3 separate regions of the Mus musculus genome follow, and all the other regions are linked to region 1. A link is a contact called in public Micro-C and promoter capture Hi-C data. All regions are on one chromosome and are shown on one strand. Each heading gives the region's core, a stretch centred on a gene start, on an enhancer-like site or on the middle of the called end of the contact. The rest is flanking DNA. Distances are from core to core; before and after follow the strand shown.

Region 1 (3,010 bases), core at 341-2,840:
TTTAGAAATATATTTTTAAAAACTAAAATGTCACAGTTTTACCTTTCTTTCCATCCCCCCTTCTTTTGAGGGTTGTTGGTTTTAAGAGAGGATTTCACTCTGTCGACCAGGCTAACCTCAAAGTCATGGCTATCCTCCTGTCTCAGACTTCCTAGTGCTGGAAGCACACACATAAGCTGCTGCGTCCAATAATCTCATCATCTTTCAATGTTGACAGCAAGAAATCACTGTTTCTGAAGAGTAGATCCAACTCCAGGTGTCCCCAGGAGGCAAGGAAGCCACTGGGTGGTTGTCAGACTACAGCGGTCCACGCCCGCACACCATGCCCCAGGAAGGACAGAACCAAGGATCTGAAGTCACCATGAAAGCCACCAGTTGTACAAATCATGTAGTTTCCCTCATAAGACTGGGCCCTCTTGTTCATAGGGAGTCATCTCTGTACCTTCTGCTTTAGGCTTGCCACACTGGCTTGGGGAAGGGCGAGTGGAAGAGCAAAGAGACAGGTGTCTTTATCTGGAAGAGCAAAACAAAAACTGGACATAACATTGCAAAAGTGTTCCAATACATGGGGGCCTGAAAGAGATACCCAGGAAAACAAGAGCTGGGGGAGTCACTGTGCCCAAGGACAACAGCCTTGGCAGGACAGTGACTCCAGGAAATGGGAGAACCAGGACCCTGCTGGAGAAGATGGATCCTGTTAGAAACTGGAACTCACAGCAAACTGGCAGGGACGTTTGCCTCTGCCCTTGCATGTTCACCTGGAAACGGGGAAGAGTGTTCAGGACTGTTTCTGGTGGACCCAAGGGCAGACTGTGGCAGGAGACCCACTGAGGCAGCTGAGGTCAGCAACTAAGCTGTGCTCGAAGTTAAGAGAGGGAAGGGAGAGTCTCCACCAGAGGTTGCAATGGAGGGCGTGGAGGGACCCAGGGGCTGATGAACTGGAAGAGGGAAAGAGAGGGGTTGGGGGCTGAGGGAACCTCGGTTTTTTTTTTTTTTTTTTTTTAGTGAGGGCAAAAGTTGATCTTTGAGATAGCCTGGGGGAGTGCTCCGTGAGGGGAAGTATCGACCCACCTCTGGAGCCTCCATCTGGACATAGAAACAGGCTCAATGTCCTCCCAGACCCTCTTTTCCTTCCCGTGTCTCATCCAGCTACAAGGCACAGAATGAGGGTGAGACGGCCCCTGGAGTCCCAAGGCAGCAGAGTGCGACTCGCACTACATAGGGCTCTCCGGGTGGGGTGCCACTCCTTCGAGGTGACTTGGGACCCGCGGTGGGCTACCCCTGGCCGGCTTCCAGCGCTTCTCTGCCGCCGCCTCGGGGTGTCTCTGCCTAGCTGCGAGTCGGGAAGCGAGGAGGGGAGCGGGCGGCGGCCGCGCCAAGAAGCGCCGGGTCACCGCAGGCTGAGGCGCCCGCCGTCCCCGCCCTCCCCCTCGCTTGCCTTCGCCTCCTCCTCCCGCCTCCCTCGCCCGCTAGCTAGCTCGCTCCTTCGCTCTCCCCGCCTTCCCTCCGCGCTCCCCGCCCTCTCCTGCGCGCCTCGCCTCCTCCGCCCCGCGCCCTGCGGTGCTGCAGCTGCGGGCGGCTCCAGCTGCCCCCAGATGTGGGCTGGGCAGCGCGCGGGGAACTTTCGCGCCGGCTGCGAGTGCGGGGCCCCGGCTGCGGTCGGGCTGCCATGGATCCGCCGGCGGGAGCCGCTCGCCGCCTGCTCTGCCCCGCTCTACTGCTGCTGCTGCTGCCGCCGCCGCCTCTCCTGCTGCTGCCGCCGCCGCCCGCGAGCGTCCGGCTCGTCGCCGCCACCGAGCCCCCAGGTAGGTGCCAGCCTGGTCCCCACTTCCCGCGACCCTCCGGCCACACTAACCTGCCCGGTGCGTCCCGCCGACCCTTCCTCAAGCATCGTCCGAGGCGACTTGGGCAAACTCTGTGCGCCGCGCCCGGGGCCAAGTTGGCCAACTTCGGGGCCGGGGCGGTCGCGCAGGGGGCGCACCCCGATGCCTTGGAACGCAAGGAGCCTCGGAGCACTTGCCTCTCTCGAGATGCAGAGTGTGGCGCTGGAGGGCCGGGAAAACCCAGCGGCGGAGCGCGCAGAACCAGCACCAGCGGGTCCGGGGGAGCCAGGGCAAGGCGGCGCCCGGGGACGCTCGGGAGGAGCCGGTGCGGAGCGCGCCGCCTGCGGGCCCTGAGCATTGGATGGGTTGTCCCGGAGAGGTTCCCCGGAGATTAGTGGGACCCTGCTCCACCTCTCCCGGGCTTAAGTGTACGGGGCGAGGGGGGCTGACAGTGGGCTGCCCGATGCTGGACTGAGGACAGGCCGCCTATGAACCTGGTTGCTCCGGAGGCCAATGGTGAGGACATTTGGGCAGCAGGGACCGCTGAAGGGTCAGGGTGCATGAGCAGGGGACCAAGGTGGAATAATTTCCGAGGAGCCCCGTGTCCTACCAAGGACGGTATAATTAAGGAGCGAGGGCACTTTGATGGGGTCGCTCTTTAGGGTAACTGCGAGGTGTCCGAGGAACCTCAATTGGGAATCCACTGGGGCAGCTCTTTTGCTGGCTTGGTCCTCTAGAGGGGACGGCCCGCAGGCGACGTGGTTCCGGACTGGTGGTCCTGTCAACGCCCCTTCCTGGAGGCTTCGTGGTGGAATGTCCCTTTTCTTCAACTGAGGCAAGGGCTGGGGGCGCCGGGCTCCGCCGACAGGCTCAGAGTCTCCGAGGTCTCCGCTAAGTCTAACGCCCCTTTCTTTTGCAGGCGGGCCCCCGGGGCAAGGAGCCGAGCGCATCCTGGCGGTGCCGGTGCGCACTGACGCCCAGGGCCGCTTGGTGTCCCACGTGGTGTCTTTGGAGACGGCCGGGGCGGGGGTACGAGCCCGCAGAGCTGCCCTGGACCAGACCTCGGGCTTGCCCGGAGGCGCTGCTCAGGACCCTGGAGGACGCCTTTTCTACAACCTCACAGTATTCGGCCGAGACCTGCACCTGCGGCTGCGGCCCAACGCCCGGCTCGTGGCTCCGGGGGCCAC
Region 2 (3,010 bases), core at 334-2,833, 250 kb after region 1:
AGTGAAATGAGCCAAGTTGGGATATGTTAAAGGCAGGTTTATTGGGAAGCTGCTCTTAGGTGAGTTCACAGACCCGGAGGATTGAGGGCAGGGCAGTTGCCATGGGGGGAAGAGGGGAGGTGAGGGAGAATAGAAAGCGAGAAAGGGGGCACAGATGTCCCGACCCGCAGGACCCAGTTATTCAGGGGGTCTGAGGGAGACCTTGCCTGAAAGAGAAACGGGCGGGAAATAAGAGACAGACCAAGTAGATCCATCAAGGTCTGTTTATTGAGAGTAAGGTTACAGAATATAAGCGGCAAGGAGGAAGGAAGTAAAGAGGGAGAAACTTGCCCGTGCCTCAGCCCGCAGGCAGGGGTGGTTCTGCACAACTGCCCGGGAAGGTGCTATCTACTCTTAGCTCAGGGGACATTCTGTGTTTTTTCACAGAAAGTTTGCAGATACTATTATCTGCCCTTGATGTTGTGTCAGCTGTCATTTCAAAAGGTCGGAAGTCTCTCCTCCAGGAGGGAGCGGAACTTTGGCTTATGACTCAGTGTCAGTCCCCAACATCTCTCAAAAGGTCCGAAGTTTCTCACGAAGGAAGGGGAGCTTTGGCTTATGGCTCAATGCCGGTCTCCAACACAGAGAGAGAAGAGAAGGAACAGAAGGAAGAGAGAAAGAGACCAAAATGTCTGGATCACATAGGGAAGAACCTCTGGGAAAAAGGCAGCCCAGCCCCTGGGCTGGAAAGTTCAGGGTGGGAGGCAGGGTATGTCAGGTAGGGACTGGGGGATGCTGGGAGATCCCTGAAGTCAGGTCTGCTTTGATATGCAAACTATGCACCTTGTCCCGGTCCCAAACCAAAAGGGAGAGAACTAACTCTGGCGTGAGAGGGCATGTGCCGCATATCACACACACACACACACACACACACACACACACACACACACACACACACACACACAAAACCATGCACGCTCGCACACGATAGATAATACATACACCAATATCTGAAAAGAGAAAAGGTTCTAGTGGTCAGGACAGAGAATGAAAACGGCAGGAAGGCAAGAAAGTTTGAGAACGTAGGGGGTGGGGTAGGGAGACACTACGAGTGGAATAAGCCACGTTTGGAGAACGTCTAGGCAGATACAGAAATGCAGAACACAGAGAGACCGAGACCAGAGCAGCGTCAGACCGGCTGCAAGGCTCTTGTTAGGGGCTTTAGAAACACCTGTGTGCTCTCCCGGAAGCCTGGTGCAGTCAGAGAGGAAGCTTGCTTCCCAGACAGAGATGACACAGTTTCACAACCTGTCAGACCACCTTGCAGGAGAGACTGAACCCCAGCAACCAGAACCACTTGGCTATGCATGTCCTTTTCTGTTTAAACCTAAGTCTCTGAAGACCGACCAGGGGAGTCCCTGGACTTCTTTGTTCCTCTTCTCGGGGTGGCGGGACTGATTGTGTAAATCTCTTATCTCCAACTTTCACTCTTATCTGTCTCTTTAATCGGCATATTGAGGATGAGTGGCCAAGCTTATTGGTGTTGCTGGGTCAGACAATTTAAAGGCAGTCTAGGGGAGAAGCAGACCCAGGGAGTCAGAGAGGCAGAGAGAGAAGAGAGCCCTTCCTCCACTCTCAAGCTCTGGAGGGGGTCTCTGCCCTCACCCTCATCCCTCCCCAGAATCCTTAAATCCTCTAGACTGTAGCTCTGATTTTACAGCTGTCACAGACTCGTCCTACTAGCCAGAGGTTGGCTCAGGTAAGCACCACTGGGGAGGTAGCCTAGGGTGCGCTGGGGTGGGTCCAGAGGAAGAGCTGCCCAGAACTGTGGGGGAAGGAGCGGGACCGACCATCAACAGGGGGACTTTTCAGGGAGAATGAGAGCAATCCTCTGGAGGCCTGGGAGAGGCTGCTGAGTTGCTGGTGCGCGAGTCACCAACTTTTCCTGCGCTCTCGGTGTCCGGCCAGAATCCCGAAGTGGCAGCTGAGCACGGGGTGGCAGCTTCGTCCGCCGGCTCTCAAGGCGTCCCGGTAACTTCCTTTCCCGCAGTCCAGGAGCAGATGGGGCGGCTCCGAGTGCTGCTGCTGTGGCTAGCCTGGTGGCTGTCGCAGGCGGGCATAGCTCACGGTGCGGGCTCGGTGCGCCTGGCAGGCGGCCTGACGCTGGGCGGCCTCTTCCCGGTGCACGCCCGGGGCGCCGCAGGGCGTGCGTGCGGGACGCTGAAGAAGGAGCAGGGAGTGCACCGGCTGGAGGCGATGCTCTACGCGCTGGACCGCATCAACGCCGACCCGGAGCTCCTGCCCGGTGTGCGACTAGGCGCGCGGCTGCTCGACACCTGCTCGCGGGACACCTACGCTCTGGAGCAGGCGCTGAGCTTCGTGCAGGCGCTCATCCGAGGCCGCGGAGACGGCGAAGAGGCCAGCGTGCGCTGCCCTGGGGGCGTCCCCCCGCTGCGCGCCGCGCCTCCTGAACGCGTCGTGGCGGTGGTGGGCGCCTCAGCTAGCTCCGTGTCCATCATGGTCGCCAATGTCTTGCGCCTGTTTGCGGTGAGGGCGGGCGTCTGTCACCCGTCGTCCCTCCCAGGTGGTCGATACCTTTACTAACTTCTGGAAGAATCTGTTTCAATCTCTCCCAATCATCCAGATTAAAAAGGTTTTGTCCACAGAGGCAGATCAATTTTCCCAGCTTGGTTGGTCTGGCATCTTTGTGTGAAGGGTACCCCTTTCTCCAGAAGTCTGTGTCCTGACAAGGTTGGCTAAGGGCAGATTGAACCTAGACCCACTTGTCCACCCATTCAGGTTCTGCTGACACCTTGTTCAATCTTGCAAGGTGCTTCCTCTCGTGAGCACCTGTAGGTGACAAAGATATTTAGATTTCAGGGGAACTAGGCCCTTCTTTAGAAGTCCTTAGAAGTGGCCCTGAGCTATCCCTGAAAGCAGAGTACTGAAGGGGGGAGTGCCATCCTTTTTTTTTTAATCGACATTTAAATTCCATTTCAAAATGCTTGCCTTAACCCGTTCCGGTGCCCAG
Region 3 (3,010 bases), core at 330-2,829, 230 kb after region 1:
CTCCATCTGAAGGACTCCCTGTATAAAAAAAGAAAGCACCTGGGAGGTCTTATGAGGTGGTGGCTATCATCTGTGCTGGGCCTGGCAGAATCCTTTGATAAGTGTGAGGAGGGAGGCTTTTGTATCTTTTCTTTGCAGGTCAGCTTCAAACTGGAGTTTGCATACCCCTGTTAAATGCTAATTTTGCAAGGGAAAAAATTGGCAGGGGCAGAAAATGGAAACACATCCACATCTGAGTCAGAAAGCAATTTATGCAAAGACAAGCTTCACTTACTGTGCCTCGGGCAGCCAGCAAATCCACAGCCATTTCCCTTCTTAGTTTTTCTGCCAAAGGAGAGCCGAGTGCTGACCAAATATGCCTGGGAAGAAAAAAAAAAAAAAGGTGTAGTAAGGAATTCTGGTACAAAGGGAAGGCTTGGAGCCAGGAGGGTAAAGCCACCCACAAAGGGGTCTGGAGAAGTGGCTGTGTGATTAAAAGCACTTCCCTTGTTCGCAAAGAAGTTTGATTATCAGCACCCACATTGGGCTATCCACAGCTACTTGTAACTACAGGGGATCCAACATCCTCTCTGGCTTCCTTAGGTACTGTGTGCTCATGGGCACAGACACACAAACAGACACAAACATACACACATGAAAATAAATTAAGTTTTAAAACCCACCCATAATGGTACCAAATGACAGGAACACTGACAAAGCCAACCTGCCAAAACTACATCCCTTCTGTATATTAATCACTCTTCTTCTTTCTTACACTGATCCCTCCACACCCACCTACAGACCCTTTAGCACCTTGTACAAGATTCGTGGCAATGTCAAAAGGTTGGGCAGGACTGATTTAAAGTACAAAGGATAATGTGTCCAAGCTCTCTGCAAATGCTGTGTCTGTCTACCGCAAGAACTTAAGTGTTGGCTGTTTGGGAATTCCTGGAACCAGTCCTCTGTGCAGCAGAGGTGGGGCTGTGCTGTCGACGTGGCTGAGGTGGACAGCCAGGAGGTTCACAGCCTGCCCAAAGTGACAAGACAGCAAGCATCACAAATGGGAAGGAAATTCTGCTTTCAGTCTAAGGCTCCGATCAAGACTCAGAGAACTCTCGGGCCACAATGTGCCTTGGTTTCTTCTTCTGCACCATAGGCACAATGAAGGGCCAAGGGGCCTGTAACTTGCTATTAGATGCGCTAATTCATTAAGTTAGATTAGACTGCTAGGTATCGGCTGTTGATTTTATGATCTGCATAGCTAAGATGCTACAGAAGATGCACAGGCCTCTGGATCCGCAGTTTGGTCCCAGCCACGCTTCGTGGAGGGCCAAACCCGCAGAAAGATCCCCGAGCCTGAGGCCGCAGAGCAGTCGCCAGGCCGCGCCGGGCTCGCCGGGAAGCCCACCGCCCGCTACGCCCCGGTCGCCCCTCTTCACCCCACTCACGGACGCCGGCGCTCGCTCCCACCACTCTCAGCACGAGCAGTCTCGAGGATGTCGGCCCCAGACGCTCTCTCCTAGCACAGTCAGGATCACCTCCACCAGGAGCCCCCCAAAACGCCGCGAGCAGCCCCGCCACCGGGAGAAGCCCCAGAGAACTACTACTCCCGGCATGCCTGAGGTCTTTTCTGACTACACCTCCCAGAAGGCACCGGGGCCAGGCGCGTTCTGAAAGCTGAGTCGGGTCGTGTTGCACTGCAAATCCAGCAAGCCTGTCCCTGCTCTCTCAGTCAGTCCCTCAGACTTGTTTGCTAGGAGGGTGAAGTGATGTGACAGGACAAAAGTGGAATTTAGGGTTTAGGAGCGAGGTACCCATAGGTACCAGGCCAGCCTGACTGACTACATGTGGACAGCCAGGACTACATAGCGAGACTAAAACCAAAAAAAGTAAAACAAAACAAAACTCTAGGAGAACCCTAGCCCACATCACTAATCATTGTAGTTTATTTTTTTTACATTTTTTATTAGGTATTTAGCTCATTTACATTTCCAATGCTATACCAAAAGTCCCCCATACCCACCCACCCCCACTCCCCTACCCACCCACTCCCCCTTTTTGGCCCTGGCGTTCCCCCGTACTGGGGCATATAAAGTTTGCGTGTCCAATGGGCCTCTCTTTCCAGTGATGGCCAACTAGGCCATCTTTTGATACATATGCAGCTAGAGTCAAGAGCTCCGGGGTACTGGTTAGTTCATAATGTTGTTCCACATATAGGGTTGCAGATCCCTTTAGCTCCTTGGGTACTTTCTCTAGCTCCTCCATTGGGAGCCCTGTGATCCATCCATTATCTGACTGTGAGCATCCACTTCTGTGTTTGCTAGGCCCCGGCATAGTCTCACAAGAGACAGCTACATCTGGGTCCTTTCGATAAAATCTTGCTAGTATATGCAATGGTGTCAGCGTTTGGATGCTGATTATGGGGTGGATCCCTGGATATGGCAGTCTCTACATGGTCCATCCTTTCATCTCAGCTCCAAACTTTGTCTTTGTAACTCCTTCCATGGGTGTTTTGTTCCCAATTCTAAGGGGGGGCATAGTGTCCACGCCCCAACTGGTAAGAAGGACACATGCTCCACTATGTTCATAGCAGCCTTATTTATAATAGCCAGAAGCTGGAAAGAACCCAGATGCCCCTCAACAGAGGAATGGATACAGAAAATGTGGTACATCTACACAATGGAGTACTACTCAGCTATTAAAAAGAATGAATTTATGAAATTCCTAGCCAAATGGATGGACCTGGAGGGCATCATCCTGAGTGAGGTAACACATTCATAAAGGAACTCACACAATATGTACTCACTGATAAGTGGATATTAGCCCCAAACCTAGGATACCCAAGATATAAGATACAATTTGCTAAACACATTGTAGTTTATTTTTACTGTATACAATACACAGAAAACAATGTGACATGGGCCTTGATGTGCATCCCAGGATGGCTTCAGAAAGCAGGAGGATTAAAAAATAAAAGTAATTGATTGAATGCCTTTTGATTTTTTTTTTTTAAATCCAGCTAGCTGCTGAA

What was found. Hi-C and Micro-C count contacts between places; a contact is called where the count stands out from the background. Capture Hi-C pulls out chosen DNA fragments and counts their contacts.
Region 2: a Micro-C map of embryonic stem cells shows a contact between it and region 1, with 3 times the contacts expected there. The contact joins the promoter of Grm6 here to the promoter of Adamts2 in region 1. A contact is called at or near these places in 1 of 39 promoter capture datasets (embryonic stem cells), 5 of 484 Hi-C or Micro-C datasets (all in embryonic stem cells), 1 of 115 datasets of contacts at active chromatin or transcription factors (embryonic stem cells) and 1 of 9 other capture datasets (liver).
Region 3: a contact with region 1 is called in a promoter capture Hi-C map of adipose tissue. The contact joins the promoter of Zfp354c here to the promoter of Adamts2 in region 1. A contact is called at or near these places in 3 of 39 promoter capture datasets (the 3T3-L1 cell line and hippocampal neurons), 2 of 484 Hi-C or Micro-C datasets (both in embryonic stem cells) and 2 of 9 other capture datasets (adipose tissue and liver).

Annotation. Positions count from the first base shown.
Region 1 is chr11:50,600,495-50,603,504 of GRCm38.p6, forward strand. Adamts2 (a disintegrin-like and metallopeptidase (reprolysin type) with thrombospondin type 1 motif, 2) reads left to right here and starts at 1,591. Exons shown (of 22, transcript NM_175643.3): 1 at 1,591-1,805; 2 at 2,743-3,010. The coding sequence starts at 1,670.
Region 2 is chr11:50,849,102-50,852,111 of GRCm38.p6, forward strand. Grm6 (glutamate receptor, metabotropic 6) reads left to right here and starts at 1,584. Exons shown (of 11, transcript NM_173372.2): 1 at 1,584-1,738; 2 at 2,030-2,526. The coding sequence starts at 2,041.
Region 3 is chr11:50,826,152-50,829,161 of GRCm38.p6, forward strand. Zfp354c (zinc finger protein 354C) reads right to left here and starts at 1,580. Exons shown (of 5, transcript NM_013922.4): 1 at 1,428-1,580; 2 at 275-359. The coding sequence starts at 307. It also overlaps a transcript of Zfp879 not described here.